2 separate regions of the Zea mays genome follow, and region 1 is linked to region 2. A link is a contact called in public Hi-C data. All regions are on one chromosome and are shown on one strand. Each heading gives the region's core, a stretch centred on a gene start, on an enhancer-like site or on the middle of the called end of the contact. The rest is flanking DNA. Distances are from core to core; before and after follow the strand shown.

The links. A called contact is a pair of places that touch in the nucleus more often than the background predicts.
Region 1: a contact with region 2 is called in a Hi-C map of leaf, with 5 times the contacts expected there. The contact joins the promoter of LOC103633920 here to the enhancer-like site in region 2. A contact is called at or near these places in 8 of 25 Hi-C or Micro-C datasets (ear, leaf and tassel).

Annotation. Positions count from the first base shown.
Region 1 is chr7:74,442,214-74,444,913 of Zm-B73-REFERENCE-NAM-5.0, reverse strand. LOC103633920 (auxin transport protein BIG) reads right to left here and starts at 1,415. Exons shown (of 14, transcript XM_020540740.3): 1 at 1,064-1,415. The coding sequence starts at 1,277.
Region 2 is chr7:74,061,119-74,063,818 of Zm-B73-REFERENCE-NAM-5.0, reverse strand. No RefSeq gene overlaps it. Among protein-coding and RNA genes, the nearest start is that of TRNAK-CUU, 240 kb to the left of the region's middle. Within about 2 kb of position 1,333, at least 17 of the 20 cell types and tissues checked have an H3K27ac peak or open chromatin away from gene starts, as enhancers often do. A contact at or near this core is called in ear, leaf and tassel, where this site is marked.

The DNA of each region.
Region 1 (2,700 bases), core at 166-2,665, 380 kb before region 2:
AAATGATAAATATCGGTAAAGAAATAATGTGGTCAATCCCCACTGACTGCTAATCATGCAGTTTAGGCATATAACCAATTCAAAATTAGGTAAAGATAAATAATGATTCGCCAACCACAGGGAGAAGTATAGTGAACCTGATCCATGCATGAGTGCATGCATTTGAAGTGCAAATTTGCATATGAAGTTCTCAACTGACTAAATGTAGTTCTAATGGGTCTCTTTGTAGTATCAAAAGATTCATGAAAATGTATAGAGAAAAAGCAAGCATTCATGACTTCATAGTGCCCAATGGTTCCCAAGAACAAGCAAAACTATAAATCTCACATCACAAAACATAAAGACTCAAGCAGAATGCATAAGTGGACCACGCCTTAAAAGAGTGAAACAGGAACGATATTCAGGATTTCTGAAAAATGGGAGACTGCTACTTAATACTCCCTCTGTCTCAATTTAGTAGTCGTTGTAGCACTTGTTTTTTAAGTCTATATTCAAATTGATGATGATGAATCTAGGCATATATATATACAAAATACATACATTAATTATTGTATGAATGCATTAAAAGGCAAAAACGAATTTTAATTTGGGGCGAAGGGAGTATTAAGTAAAGAAAACCTTGAGCTATGTGTGAAACATCTTTGAACTTTAAACAATGCTATATAGACCAAACAAGAGAGTGTGGATTATAGACTAACATCATATCAAAAACAAAAGAGAAATGAAGCAACTAAAACATCATATCAAAATCCAAAAAAGGACAGAGCAACTAAAGCATGAGTATATCTATGTCTTCCTAGAAGAAAGAAGAATTAATATGAAGCTATCAGCAATCAAACAGATGGCGATAGTTATCTTGCTGTCTATTTTCTAACTAGCATAAGCAATTTACGATCACGCAATAAAAGATAAATCAGTAGCAGCGCGTCTAGCACTCAGCTTATATACAGATAAAAATCCAAAACTAGCGATCGTAACAGCAAAGCCACAACCCATGGCCCAGGGAATCCATCCAGGAGGGAGAAGCGGGAAGGACTTGGTGGGCGGGATCGGGAGAGCACACCTGAGGCAGGGAGGACGGGAAACACGACGGCTCGGGCGGCAGCGAGAACGGTGCGTGCGGCGCCTGGGTCAGCCGACTGGCCGGCGGCGAGGGCCCCCGCTAGGGCCTCGAGCCCCGGGCGCGCCGCGGGCGACCGGAGGCGGCGTACCGGCGGCTCCGTCTCCCCGGAGGCAACTAGAAGGTCCAGCATCGCCGAGATCTCCGCCGCCGCCATGGTGAGGGATCTACTATCGGCGGCGGCCCCTGAAGAGAGAGGAGCAGGCGTCGGATCGATCGCCTTGTGATAGAAAGGGTTTTGTGTGAGAGAAATAAGAGAAGGAAAGGAGAAAGGAGAGAGATGTGCAGGACGGGAGCACCAGAGGAAGGCGATGGTGCGAGTTGCTTCTATTTATGTATTTAGTTATCACATTGCTTTTTTGTTTTTTTTATCACAGTGCTTTACGAATTTGTACTTCCTTCGCGAGCAAGTATAGATTTTTTATACAACCATCAATACTATTATCTAAAATAGACTCGGGATGGAGGCCGGCCGAGGTGCGGACTTACGGCGAGCAACAAGACCGCGGCCGTCGACCAAGGAGGCGAGATGCCAAGGCGAGGGAGGTCAGGATGGAGGCGGGGTCGGGGCGAGCAGCGAGGCCACAAAGCGAGGGAAACATGCATGGAAGAGAGGCAGAGCATGCGCAAAAGAGGCGGTGATTATTTAAGCTTAAGTACACGAGTCGCGCATTTAAGTCAGCGACACACTTAAATCAAAATAACATGTCAATTCTTCGGATATAGTCTTATAAAACAACTTACCAAGGATCAAGTACCATTAGATCATACAATGGTGAGACTCAGAGAATGAAATAAATATGAAACCACAAATAAAAACAACACAAATCGGAGTTTGATAAAAGATAACAATGTTCTTAATATTGCAGCGGGTGATAAATAACGTCGATAACGAGGAATAGGGAAGGCCTGACCCACTACTTCCCTTGGTCCTCTTCTGCCGAGGCGGTATCCACTCGACCGTCCAACCCAGTAGCAGGGTGGCTGGCCAAGTCACATCATCAACCATGTCTTGAAGTGAACTTATAAAAATGATGCCACAAGCAAGGCTGAGTATACTAATACTCGGCTAGACTTACCCGGTGTGATGAGTCTACTCCTCTACCTCTAGACCATGAAGTTGTTTGGCTAAGGGGGTTTGGTTTGTCAAAAGCACTAGCTGAATCTAAAACAAGTTTTAGCTTTTCAAGTTTTATAGTACTTTTTCAAACTAGGTTTGTTCCTTTCTAAGCATACATGGTAATAGTCATTTAATGCAATCAACGTATTATCTCAAGAAACCTCATTTCACTTCTTACTCGATGCAGTACAATGGGTCAAGCAGTCTCATTAGCTGTGAGAAGCAGACGATTCGAATCGAGTTTTAACCTTGCAAGGTAAACCTAAACACGCGACATGTAAGGGCATTCCGTCCCTACACAAGTCAGTTGTCCCCATCGATTCCCCGACAACAGATCAGGACTCACGGCCTTGGCATACAATGCTCCATTTACCCCGGCCGCCGTCGTGCAATGGCCGCACTTGTACCCAATATAGCTAGCATGGGAGACCCTGTCTCAGGACCAATGAGGGATAAAGTC
Region 2 (2,700 bases), core at 84-2,583:
CAGTGCCAAATGAGATTGTCATTGAAGCCATGATCAAAGGAATTCTTCCAGGTCCAACAACACAATATTTTGCCAGAAAGCCTCCCCAAACCTTGGAGAAGCTTCTCCAAAAGATGGATGAATAAATTAGAGCTGACAATGATTTCTGACAAAGAAGGGAGGAAGACTACAGATATTCTGAGATGACCAGGGGCTTCGGAGGAAGGTTTCATCCAAGGCATGTCAGGACAATACACAATCCCAGTCAAAGTGAGGACAGGAACAATCATAATCAAGGGCACCAGCACAGTTCCCAGTCAACAGAGACTCAACAAAACTCCTTCAGACTGCCAGCACCAAGAGGTAGAGGAGGGCATAGCTTCGGAGGGAGATTCAACTCTCAACCAAGAAGACTATTTTGCTTATTCTGTGGAGAGGATAATGGGCACACAACAAGAACCTGCCAAGTTACAATACAAAAATAGAAGGAGATAGCTGAGGTCGAAGCACGACAGAACCAACCAAAGCAAGTTCTACATACTGCTTCGTGTTACTCCCCATACATCCTAGCGTATGTGGGTAACCAGCAGCCATCCTCACAACCTACAATCTTGGTAGCTTCTACAAGTCACTCTCCAGCTACGTGGGCCTTACCGCAACCACCGCTGGTGGCTCCAACTTCATCCCATAATTAGCAGCTTTAGGGGCAGTGCCAAGTATAGCAGCAGCTTGGCGCAAGAGAGGAGTCAGTTAGACTTTAAAATGCACCCCTTTTCTAAAGTAATTGGTCATAATAAAATAATGTTAGCTAAATCATATCCTGATAAAAATTAAACCTTTGAAAATGTTTTCTACCAAAACAAAGGAATCATAATTTAAAATTTGAATTTAAATGGTAAATGGGAATATAAAACAAAAAAAAGAGAAATAAAAAGGGGAGGAATTCTAATTAAGACCACTACCCTCTCCATTACTAAATAAAAGGACGAAAGATAAATAATAATATTAAAAATAGTAAGATTTATATTCATATTAGAATAATGTTGAGATTGGGAATCTAAAATTCAAAACAGGAATTTGAATTTGGGTTGAAAACTTCAAATTGGAAATTGAAAAGAAAATAAAAGGAAAAAATGGGCAAACCTGCACCTGGGCTGACTTCATTCTTTTCGGCCCACCCATATTCCCACTCTGCACGGCCGCTTGGGCTGAAAACCTTCCCCGCTGGCCCACTTCTACTCTCCCGCGCGCGCCTTCACTGGCAGGCCGGGCCCACGTCACAGCTTCTTAGCCGCACACCCGCACTTCGCCGTGTGACCGGCGCATGGGGCCTACGAATCAGCCCTCATCCGTTCACGGGAGCAGCTTCGGGCGTCCCTCTGCCTGGCGGGACCCACACCGTCAGTCGCTCAACACCCACCCGCTTGAAGATGAGTCACAGACATCATGGACCTGGGACGTCAGATTCTTCTCTGTTCGCTGCACGCGCGTATGGCGCGGACTCTGCCGCACAAATCGCGGAGATATCGCCGATTCAGTTATCAAGAATCACGTTGTACCCCTCTAGATCCTCGGGTCCCTAGTATATATAAGCATACCTTGTGGTTTTCCATTGAACCACTCAACCCGTGCCTGACTGTCGCGAACCGGGGGTGAAGAACCAAGCCGTTGTGGAGATTGCGTGGATTATCCGTCGTCTGGGTCTCTGCACTGGGTCGGGGAGCTTAGAATTGTTCCCAAGGTGGTGGTAATCGTCACAGCGAGAGTAATCTTCAGCCGAGGAACTCGGAATTCCTGATAGGAGTTCCCCGAGGCCGCGGAGTTACCCCTCGTCGTGATCAGTGCTCTCTGCGCCTCCAACCGCTGATGAGTATCTACTTTACTTGTTTGACATCATTCCTTCGTCGCGTTGCATCGTTTAGGATTAGCTTAGGGTAGTGGGTCGCTGATTCCGGGGGGGGGGGGGGGTTCGTCGGAGTTCTTCGTCGCGGGCTGTGGGCAGCGCCACCGCGTGCTGGTGCTGAGAGGAAGAGACCGTAGCACAGACGGTTGCGATTGAAACCCGGGATAACCCTTCATGATTTAATCCAGATCGTGGATCTGTTGATGTACGGCTCGGGTCAGTTAAAACCGAGCACCAAAGACCAGCAGAATTGCTACAACCTCTCAAGGTACCGGAATAGAAATAGGAAGAAATCAATATGGATTTCATAGTTGGACTACCCCATACGCGAGATGGCTATGATTCAATGTGGGTTATAGTGGACAGGTTGACTAAAGTGGCACACTTTATACCTGTGAAGACAACTTACTTAGGAACCCAGTTAGCAGAGTTATACATGTAAAGGATTGTTTGTCTGCATGGAGTACCAAAGAATATCGTATCAGATCGAGGAACCCAATTTACCTCACGCTTTTGGAAAAGACTACATGAGTCCATGGATACCAAGCTAAACTTTAGTTCACCTTATCATCCTCAAACAGATGGGCAAACTGAAAGAGCAAACTAAGTGTTGGAAGATGTTGGTCACTTGTCCTCAAATGCTATGAGTTAAGAACAAGGCAACACAAATGTTAATGGTTAAAGACATTCGTCCTTCGAAGCATTATCTCCCTTAGGATATAATGATCTTCAGGCGAAGGTCATGAAGGACAAACCTTCATCATCTCCATATATAATATTAGAGAGCAAAAATATATGGGACATATAAGGAACATGAA